Regions from separate parts of the Mus musculus genome. Here all the other regions are linked to region 1. The links are chromatin contacts, called in public HiChIP or PLAC-seq and promoter capture Hi-C maps. All regions are on one chromosome and are shown on one strand. The core of a region is the stretch at or near the end of the contact, and the rest is flanking DNA. Distances in the headings are between cores, read along the strand shown. Region 1 holds the start of Selenof (selenoprotein F). Region 2 holds the start of Prkacb (protein kinase, cAMP dependent, catalytic, beta). Region 3 holds the start of Pdlim5 (PDZ and LIM domain 5). Region 4 holds the start of Gbp5 (guanylate binding protein 5).

Region 1 (2,531 bases), core at 13-2,512:
GGTTAAATTGTTTAAAAACATTGATTGGCAAGGGGGTGGGGGCAGGTATTTACAAAGCCATAGCCTACTGAGATTTTGAAGATAGTTTGAAAACATTACTCCTTTGTTACTTTTGGTAGTGGTAACACATTCAAACGACTACAATGGGAGGGAAAAGCCAACAATTTACTTATGTTTCCAGTATAAAAGTTTAAAGGGATGTTCCCTAAGTGTTTTCTGAAGTACCAGATGTTTCAAAACAACATTGTATTGCAATGTAAGACGCTAAGAATCCACTCTTTGGACAAAGTAAGAAAAGCAGAGACAACGTTTGTGAACTATAAGACCTATGAAGAACAGAGTATTTAGAGACCTACGGTATAATTTTAACTTTCCAAAATCTTGGACAAATCACTTAAGTATCCTAAGTACAAAGACATGTAAATATGGGTGGAAAACTCCCATAGAGGAATTTACCAAAAATACAGTTGCTTCATGAGTAGCTAAGTAAGTCAAAACCAGGTTAACTCCTTTCAGAGATTTAGAACCCGTGTCGTCTGGTTAACGAGGAAAACCGCTTGTCTGGACCAAAACCCTTTAAGGTTTGGGAGTTTGTAAGCAGCGGTAGTTTCATTCACTTGTGTCTCACTCAAAGAAACGTCCCTCCTTTCTAAGCATTACTGACTATGTACCCTCTGTGCTCTGAAAAACCGATCCTAGCTGCCTGAAGCGAGGAAACCATCGTCTCTAGAGCTCCGGCTGGAATTCTGCCACGTTTCATTCCGGATGGAAGCGGCCGCTAAGGCAGCCCGTTCCACGGGCGGCTCCCAAGCGTGGCCCCGGGTTTGCCCTTCCACATCCGCGCTCTCCGACCAGCCTTGAGGCAGCCCCAGAGGCGGTCCACACTCACCGCTTGAAACGCAGTCGCCAGCAGCAAGCGCAGCCCCAGAGCGGGCCGCAGCCACCCACCCTGCCCTGCCGCCATCCCTGCGGTCTGCCGTCAATCTTCAGGGGTCTGAGGACCCCTGTGCCGGGGACGTCCACTGCACTGCCTGACGCGAAACCCGCCGCGAAAGGCCACTGCTACAAGCCTATTATCCCACAAAGACGAGTGTTAGTTAGGCGACCATGGGAGCCTGTAAGTGATCGATTGTTAAACAGTCCTCAGGTTCTTTTAGAGATTCAAATTAGGCATTTTCCTAAACTCCCCACACCGGGGCTTCTTATTCACGACATTCAATCGGCTATCCACGAAGCCCCAGCTCGGCCATCAGTAGCCCCGCCTCCTCCAAGTTTACCCAATCGGACAACGCCTTGCTTGAGTCCCGTGACAAGGAACCCAACCGTAAATCGAACCGAAAGGGCGAGAAGCGGCCTCTCTTCGGACCAATGAACACCACTGTACCGGAGGATGGGGGTGGAGCCTCTGGTTGCCGGGCAGCGTGCGTCAAGGCGTGCGCGTGGTGGCCGAGGGGGAGGGGAGGGGGCGGGCCGAGGGCGGCGCAGCCGCAGCCGCATCGCCACCGGAGGAGCGCGCGGCCGCGAGCGACCGAGGGAGGGAAGGGAGGAAGCGAGGGAAGAGGGCGTGCGGCCGTGGGGTCCCGAAGCCAGGGGGCAGCGGCAGCGGCAGCGGCAGGAGGGCGCCAGGGCCGTCGAGTGGGCCGGGGAGAAGCGTGCACCAGGCGGCCGGCGCTGGCTCCCGCGGGCGGGAGACCGGAGAGGAGGAGGGGGTCGCTGCGGCGCGGCAGTCCGCGCAGCTCCCGGGTCGGGGTCTCCTCCCGGCGCTTCGGTCGCCCTCGGGGCCCCGCTCCCCGCCCCCCGCGGTATGTCTTGATCGCGAGCGGCGGGTTTCATGGGGCTCCTCAGGATTATGATGCCGCCCAAGTTGCAGCTGCTGGCGGTGGTGGCCTTCGCGGTGGCGATGCTCTTCTTGGAGAACCAGATCCAGAAGCTGGAGGAGTCCCGGGCGAAGCTAGGTGAGGCAGCCGAGCGGTGCGCCGGGGCCGGGCTGGCGGGTGGGCATTGCCGGCTATAGCAAGTGGGCTTCCTCAGGGGGCCTCGGAGAACCTCGAGAGCTGGGACCCGGGCACGTCGAGCTCCCGCCACCGGGGAGGGAAGCTGGGCTGATGAGCTGCACGCGCGAGGTCTCTGGCCAGAGGGCTGCCCCGTCGGCCCTTCACTGAGAGAGGGGACCCAGGTCTGCCTGGAGCTGGTGCTGCTGGAGGACACAAACGCTCCCTCTCTCTTCTCTTCCAAATCGTTCTGCAAAGCCCCAGTCATGTGCAGAGATGGGGACTGGAATTTGAATTAGGGGCACCTGGGCACAGGATCCTTTGGGGATGGTGGTCGTGGGGAGATTCGTCGCGGGGAGATGGGTAGAAATGGAAGGAGACTCCGGGAATGATGGGGAGTGAAAGCGGCTCACCGTAGTGAGTGGCAGGCATGCCTGAGCCTAGGGCAGTAAGGGACCTTAGAACTGACAGCTTTGGTAGGCTGGCGGTGTGGGACAGCGGAGCCGATGATGGCACGAAAAGGAGACATCTGGGGGACTG
Region 2 (2,531 bases), core at 15-2,514, 2.2 Mb before region 1:
TCATTTCAAGGTCTTCTAATTAGCTTTGGATAAGTCCTTTAATGTCTCTGTGCCTCTGTGGATCTTAAGTAAAACAATGATAGTCTTGCCACATTTGCATAGGGACTTTATGAGGAAACTAATTACTATTTGTACAACACTTAGAACGCAGTATACTTGGTGTACATGCTTGGTAATTTAACATAATTGCCAATAATAGAAGTATGAATCTGTTTAGAATCTTCCACTCACCGCTACTTTTTTTCCCCAATAACAAAACTTTTAAAATGTTCTGGGAAATCTCCTTAGCAGCCAACAACCATCCGTTCATTACGCGCCAACTGTGGTTTGTGCTGCAGACACAAAATAAACTTACATGGTCTCTGCCCTTCCAGAAGTTAATCTTTCTGTTCTAAATTTGGAATGCTTTTTTTTTAGATAGCAAAAGCTCAAAAAAAAAAAAAAAAAAAAAAAAACCAGAACAAAAACTACCAGAGGGCTAGGTGATTAATTTCTAATAACCTCACGGAAAAGCTCAAGTACTCTCAGATGCATGGAAGCGCAACAATCAATTGGGAATGCGTTTATTTTGAAATTTGTGACTGTGTTGATGCACATAACGTACTTGTGTAAAACAGGCAACACATTCCCATATCTCTCCTTAGAAAGCCTGACAGAATTTGTGAGGGCAATCAGGTGAGACCATGAAGAAGGAACTCGGGAAGGGATAAGCTGTCAAGAATGTTGGTGATTGACCTGGTGTGTTGGGAGAATACCTAGAAGAGCGAAGGGAAGAAGTTCCAATGACAGCTGGGAGCTGAGAAAAGACATTCCTGGCCAACGCTGACCTCAGGGTCAGCAGGGTCGGCAGGACGCGGAGGGGCGCACGCACGTCCCTGCAGCCACGCAGGAAGATCAAGCGAGAGCAACCACGGCGTGCGGAACGCGGGCCACACGGATGCGGGAGCAGGCCGAGCCCTGGCACTGTGCCCCCCGCCCGGCTCTGGGGCACCGGATGCCAGGCCGAGGAAGGATCTGGGGTGCTTCCAAACTAACGGTCCCCACGTCCCTCGCTACTTCGAGCTTAGCCTCCGCGGCCAAGCCCAGCATCCACGCAACAAGCAATAAGTTACCGCTACAACCCTGCACAGAGGGGCTCCCGCCCGCCGGGGGGCTTGACCGCGTCACTTCCGGCGCGCCCGCCCGGAAAGAGGCGGAGGTCGCAGTCCGGGTGTGCGGCTCCTGGGGACGCGCCGTGTCGGGGACGCGCGTGGAGGGCGGGCTCGGGAAGGGGGAGTGTCCGCGCGCCGCCGCTGCCGCCGCCGCCACCGCCGCCACCGCCGCCACCGCCACGGTCCCGGTCTCTGCCGGAGAGCTCTCAGCATCTCTCCCGGACACCCAGCCCCTCCGTGCAGCCGGACGCCGCGCTCTAGGGTCTGCGGGAGCCTAGCCAAAGCCTAGCCAAAGTTGCTGCCGACTGCGGGGCGGGCGGCGGGACGGCCCCGGTCCCCTCCCCTCCGTCATCCCTGCTTGCGGACTCCCGGGTCATGGGGAACACTGCGATCGCCAAGAAAGGCAGCGAAGTGGAGAGCGGTGAGTCGAGTCGAAGGCCCTGGCTGGGTTCCCGCCGGATGGGCCGCCGCGCGGTGCAGCGCCCTGGGCCGGTGTCCCCCCCAAGGCCGCGCGCGAGCCACGGGCCGGGCCTTGCAGTGGCCGCGGGGGCCGGCCGCCTCCTCCTCTGTCCCCTCCCCCACGAAGGCTCGGGGGTGAGGGCCAAGCCCCGGGGCTCACTGGAGAGAGGGAAGGCGGGCAGCGAGGTCCCTGTGATCCCCTTTCTTACTAGAGCGAGGAGGGCTGCCACGGTCTGGAACGCGTCCCCAAATATGGTCCTTTTGTGATCGCACCCTTAGCTCTTCTTTCTCCCAGAGCCCCCAACACCCAGACCCTCCTTTAAGGGAGCCACAGGTAGTACGTTTGGGTTGACTTGGCTTTTTCTCCTTCTCCTGGATGTATATCAGTTTTCTCACAAGGTGAGTGTCCGTGAGGGTCTCCAAAGGTGACGTTAACCCTTAGTGTCTAAGGCTCTTTCTTTCACCCAAGAGATTAGAGATGGCAGACATAAATACAAGCAGCAACTTTATCCATTCGAGGAAAAATAAGTGAGACAGCGTTGCGTTTACTCTAGACATCCAGGAATGTTCCAGGATGCCTGTAAAACTTAGAGGCATTTCAGAGTTGAAGTGCTTTCTTCCGAGAGCTGAAAGTTCAGACGTTCAGTACTGTGTACAAAATTTCAAGACAAAAGGGTCGTGGGAATTGAGTTTCTGTGTAGCAACTTGGTTTTATATGTAAGCATACACATATATGCGTGTTGTGTAACAGGCTGTGAGAAAATTGTGTGCCATTATTCGGCTCATATTATAATTTATAATTCACAATAATTAGAGAACGGTCCCTGACTTTTGTTACATTGCCATAGGTTAATGACATCTCAGTCCTTGAAGTAAGTCTGACAATTTGTTCGTGTTACTGTAAGTAACGTCTTCCATTGT
Region 3 (2,531 bases), core at 19-2,518, 2.2 Mb after region 1:
TCTGTTTACATGTAACCATTCTTAACCATTTACTTTGGAATGATCTATGAAACAGAACCCTAAAACACACTAGACAAATCCCACATTAGAAAAATTCTTCCCTGCAAACTAGTTTTCCTTTTAGAATGTAATACAATCAACAACTGGCCAACAAAATATGCAAGTCACATCCATGTTAAACTTTCTAGTATATACATTAAAAAATGAAAATAAGTTGTAATAATGTTTTAAATAGGCAGATAATATCAACATATAATCAACATACCTATTTTTTAAATTTATAACATTTTAAAAACCTGGTCCATATATGTCAACTTGGCCACTAAACATCCAACTGTACAGTGAAATGTAGTCCTACTGAAGCTTCTATTTAATGGAAATCCTATCCTACTCATGTATAAATTTAGATTCATAACAATGATATAAAACATTTTTACAATGAGTTAAATAGACATATGTGGCCAGTGGCTACTATTTGAACAACTTTGAACCTACTTTAGGAGTTTGCTTGTACCTCTAGAGCAGACTCCAGACTCAGGGACTTCGGTTGAGGTTTATTTTTGTTTGATACACCACTTGGTTAACACTTGTGCTTTTAATATTTTAAAAGTTTCTTTTCGAGTATTCGTTAAACATTACTAACGTTTGCTTGTGAATAAATTCTCTGGGCAAAACCAAACAACTTTACAGAAGTAGGTAAATGTGCTGTTAATTTGGAATTAGAAAAATAAGCTGAGGATACAGTGGCTGAATCACTTTTGGCCACTGCTTTGTATGGCTGTCCTTTAGCTTGACGACAGATTTAACTTCTGCATATTAGGGTTAGCGATTTTCACCTTCCTGACAAGCAAACTTCAGAGTTTGCACTTCTCGAGAGTATACAGAGGTCTTTCACAAAAGCAGGCGGTAGTCGCTGAACTTGCACCGGCAGAGATTTAGCTAAAGCCCTTTTCTATTTTCAGCCAGACCAACTGCGGGTCAATTCAAGTTTCTGCAGAGTGAAAAACGCCGAAATACAAAACAGAGAAGCGGAAGGCTAGATCTTTGCCAGGTACCAGTCCAAGACTACACCCCGGAGACTACGCCCACCGAAACTCCACAGGGGCAATTGTTTTTTGTGGCGGCGGCAGCCGGTCCCAGCAAGTCACAGAGCACAACAGGGAGACTCCACTGCCTTCTAAGCCCTGAGCGACGTGGCCCCGCCCAGCCCGGACCATGGGGGCGTGACCATTAGGGGAGGGGCGTGGCCAGCCTTGGGGCGAGGCGGGGCGAGCGCGGAGGCGGAAGTTCCCCACCGGCTTGAGAGGGACGGCGCAGGCACCGCGAGCCACTTGTCAGCGCTGGTCTGAGGCGGAGGGTGCGCCGCGCCGGTCAGGAGGTGAGTGGCCGCGGGAGGCGGAGGAGCACGTCCTGGTCCGCGAGGGAACAGGAGGAGAAGCGGGTGACGGGGTGCGGCGCGTGGAGGGGCGCGGGACGAGAGGAGGACGGGGCGAGCGTGTCCCCGGGAGCCGCTGCTCCTCAGGTGCTCCCGGTGCGCGCCGAGGTGTGAGAAGCGCCCGGGGCAGGGCGGCGCGCGGCGGGACTGAGCGCCCGGAGCCGGGGCTCTCGGGGACCGGCGCTCCGGAGAGCCGGGCGCACCAGGGGGCGCCCGCCGAGCCGGAGGGCAGGCGGCGAAGGGCAGCACCTCGGCCTGGGGCGCGCCAGCCCCCAGGGAAGCTCCGGCGAGCCGAGAGTGTGCGCCTGCACGGGAAAGCGGCGCAGTTTTGTTTGCTGGCTCCCAGGCTACGGAGAAGCGTGTATTTCCCCCTCCCTGAAATATGTGCAGTTGTGTAACCTGTGAGGGTTACACGTCGGTGCGTCCAGAAGGAAAGCCCACTTAGATCAGTCGCGGTCGCCAGTTTTTATGAAACTGGTGTATACTTGGGGCTTGGGTCAGACTGAGCTTCAGCCCCGTTTGACAATGAGTGGAAAGAGGAAGGGCGTATGGACTGGGCAGAACTTGGAAAGAAAATTCGTGACTGGGCTGGGCAGGTCTAGGGTGTGATCGCCAGATCCTATCCCAGGTCCGCCTTCTTGACCCGAGGACGTCTGAACCCGCCTGCTACGGAAACTGCTAGCTGGGGAACCTTATTTGGCCAACAGGGCTAGGCGTGAACCCAAGCTGGGAAACGTCTCATCCCTCAGCCTTAGTGCTTTAGTCCTCCCACCATTCTATCTCAGGAAGGGGAGAAAGAATCTCTAGGTTGTCTTAATTGAAGGGCTCCTCACTTGTAGGTCTCTCCCGGTTACGCACACCAAGGAAACTCGCACACAAGTGTGGGAAACCACTTTTAGCCTCCCTCACTAGCAGTAGATGGAAGGTATTATTTATGCTGTCCCTAAAAGAAAATCCAAAGCTCTACAGAAATTCCAACGTTTTTACATGTTTGAAAGCAGAATAAGCTGTTATTTCCTGCCTGCTTGGTTGGTATTTTAGCATTTGGGCACTAATAACCACATGGGGGAGACTTGGAAAAAGCCAATAAAAATAT
Region 4 (2,531 bases), core at 23-2,522, 2.1 Mb after region 1:
CTAGAGATATTGGCTCAGTGACTAAGAGCACTTGAGGCTCTTGTAGACCTGGATTTTGTTCCCTTAACCCATACCAGGTGGCTCACAACTACCTATAACACCAGTCCTGGGGGACTAAAATACACTCAGGCACACACATAAATAAAATAATTATAAAAAAAAAGAAGAGAAGAGAAGAGAAGAGAAGAGAAGAGAAGAGAAGAGAAGAGAAGAGAAGAGAAGAGAAGAGAAGAGAAGAAGAGAAATGTTCACACAAGGGGAGGACTGTAGGGAAGAAGGTCACCAAGAAATCTGAAAGTACTGAAAGGTGCTGGAGATGAACTTCTGGTGTTTGCTCAGTTTTTGCGTTTATATTCTTATCTGTTCTTTAAGTATGATATGCATGAGGCACGGGACACAGCAAGAAGTCAAAAGAGTTCCCAGGAGCGATCCGCATAGCCAGACCATACCGGCCAAATAGGTCATTTTTTGATTCGTCAACATATAAAGGTAGAGACAATATTGTAGCAGAGACAGAATCCAACACAAATGGGGTTTAAAAGTGAGTGACTGCCCAGGAAAAGCAAACACGGAACCTTTAAGAGATGGCAGTGCAGCGAAAATGCTCACTGCTGTCAGCAAACCTCTTCCTGTGTGCCTTGGAGTTCTCTCTCTCTCTCTCTCTCTCTCTCTCTCTCTCTCTCTCTCTCTCTCTCTCTCTCTCTCTCGCAGCTCTGGCTGTGAATTTGTCCCAAGCTCCAATGAGGACAAGCATCGGCCCACATATAGAGCCTTGCTGTCTGGGAATTCACTTCCCGACAATGGGAGCGCTGGTTAGAGCCCCAGTCTCAGACCTTTTACTGCGCAGCTCATGCTCTGCTATATTGTTCATGCAAACAGTATGGTTGCCTGCTATTCTGGAGGTGATTCTGTTCTAAACAGCAACTAGGGATGCCAAGAAGTTAGAACAAGCGGAGATAAACAGTTGGAAGTCATTTCTACCTTTCAGTTTAATCTCTTCACACTCTGCCCTCTCATTAACAGGAAACAATAACGGCACTGAATAAACACTCGGACTGCTGGACAAGGAATTCTGCTTCTCTGAGAACACTGCTGTTTAATCTCTAATGGGGCTGAGCCAGCATCCAGGCTAGGATGCATCCCATCCTGGATAAAGTAGTCTAAAAAATAATTCCTAACAGTCTCTTCCCACCCCTGCTCCAGGTCTTACCTTAAGAAAAACTGAAGAGCGGGAGCAGGGGCCAGTAAGAACACTGCTTCAAACGGGACTCTGCAAGAGGACAAACTCGTTGCACCCTTATTTATCTGTGCTTGGTTCTGAGAAATAACGGCCAGCCCTGGGAATTTCCTTTCCTCTCCCAGAGAGCTGGGAGAGAACTTGATTATGAAACGCAAGAACAGGAATCTGCAAAAGGGTTCTCTAAACTGAAATTGAAACTACACAAGTTCAGACTGTATAGTTGAAGGGGATTTTCAAAAGCAGAAGGCTTGAATGTCACTGAACTAATTTCCCAGAAGTTGCCCACAATCTGAAAGAGAACGTTGACATCGTTTGTCATTGTTTCAAGCGCTGTTTATTTTATTCCTTTGAACGAGGGTGATAATTTTTATGGTTTTGAATCACAATTGTTTTGAAGGGAAACCTCACGTACTATTTGAAGACTCATTTCTTACAATTGTCTCTGCATCCACTTAGGATAAAAGTTGTTTTCATTGGTAGTAGGTTAAACAAGGAACTCAGGGTGTCATGTTGTGGACTCTTGAATCCCATATATAAAAGAAATAAAGAACAGAATTAGGAAAACTGAGGATAACTTTTTTGGAGTTGGAGAGAGGAAAAAATTAGCAGAGCAGACAAACCGTACAGGAAACCAGAAAGGAGAGATTGCAAAGGAAAAGAAAGCTAATCACGCTTGCTGGGTTAGAGACTGCACCAGCAAGCTGACTCAGTCACAGAAAGGCTGTAAGCAGCTGCTTTAATCTTATACTGTTTGGTGCCGTTTGGAACATCTGCTGATGATGTGACCCAAGTCCGATTCTTCTGAGCAAAACTCAAGCCACTGAGTGGGTTAAACTAATTTTTTAAAATAGGTCAATAAAATAGCTATGCTTTACCAAGAAGAAATAGCCTTCCCTTAACGGAGCTTCAAGAAAGATCTTCTATCTCACTTGTCTAGAATTCAAGCCAAAATAATATGTTAACAAGTCCTGGAGATGACGCTGTCACTACTGGGACAAGGAAACTCAGGAAATGTCTGGTCATATGTAGCCAATAAAGATCAGTTATATAGAAGCTGAATGTTGTACATGGATATTTGCGGACTTTGTTCTGACGCTCTCTGGAGTCTAACTCTCCTAAAAGGAAGCATACTCGCTTTAGACTGCACTTGCCTGTAAGCTTGACAGAAATAGCATTTGACTTTATGGTGGGTACCGCCTATACTGGTGACTTTGGGTAAAATAACCTAACCGTTATCACAATAACAACTGTATTGATCCATGCGCATTGGATGGCCTTCCACTCCAGTGTC

What was found. HiChIP or PLAC-seq counts read pairs in DNA pulled down with a chosen protein or histone mark. Capture Hi-C pulls out chosen DNA fragments and counts their contacts.
Region 2: an H3K27ac HiChIP or PLAC-seq map of thymic regulatory T cells shows a contact between it and region 1, with 9 times the contacts expected there. The contact joins the promoter of Prkacb here to the promoter of Selenof in region 1. A contact is called at or near these places in 1 of 39 promoter capture datasets (liver), 1 of 484 Hi-C or Micro-C datasets (CD4 T cells) and 1 of 115 datasets of contacts at active chromatin or transcription factors (thymic regulatory T cells).
Region 3: an H3K27ac HiChIP or PLAC-seq map of thymic regulatory T cells shows a contact between it and region 1, with 10 times the contacts expected there. The contact joins the promoter of Pdlim5 here to the promoter of Selenof in region 1. A contact is called at or near these places in 1 of 39 promoter capture datasets (pre-B cells), 3 of 484 Hi-C or Micro-C datasets (CD4 T cells, embryonic stem cells and neutrophils), 1 of 115 datasets of contacts at active chromatin or transcription factors (thymic regulatory T cells) and 2 of 9 other capture datasets (adipose tissue and liver).
Region 4: a contact with region 1 is called in a promoter capture Hi-C map of liver, with 4 times the contacts expected there. The contact joins the promoter of Gbp5 here to the promoter of Selenof in region 1. A contact is called at or near these places in 1 of 39 promoter capture datasets (pre-B cells), 1 of 484 Hi-C or Micro-C datasets (B cells) and 2 of 9 other capture datasets (adipose tissue and liver).

The regions. Positions count from the first base shown.
Region 1 is chr3:144,569,158-144,571,688 of GRCm38.p6, reverse strand. Selenof (selenoprotein F) reads right to left here and starts at 1,262. Exons shown (of 5, transcript NM_053102.2): 1 at 890-1,262. The coding sequence starts at 964. It overlaps Hs2st1 (heparan sulfate 2-O-sulfotransferase 1), which reads left to right and starts at 1,473. Exons shown (of 7, transcript NM_011828.4): 1 at 1,473-1,955. The coding sequence starts at 1,832.
Region 2 is chr3:146,811,679-146,814,209 of GRCm38.p6, reverse strand. It overlaps Prkacb (protein kinase, cAMP dependent, catalytic, beta), which reads left to right and starts at 1,264. Exons shown (of 10, transcript NM_011100.4): 1 at 1,264-1,572. The coding sequence starts at 1,527. LOC115486180 (a long non-coding RNA gene) reads left to right here and starts at 1,580. Exons shown (of 2, transcript XR_003954577.1): 1 at 1,580-2,009.
Region 3 is chr3:142,394,433-142,396,963 of GRCm38.p6, reverse strand. Pdlim5 (PDZ and LIM domain 5) reads left to right here and starts at 1,268. Exons shown (of 13, transcript NM_019808.3): 1 at 1,268-1,378.
Region 4 is chr3:142,495,675-142,498,205 of GRCm38.p6, reverse strand. Gbp5 (guanylate binding protein 5) reads right to left here and starts at 1,272. Exons shown (of 11, transcript NM_153564.2): 1 at 1,211-1,272.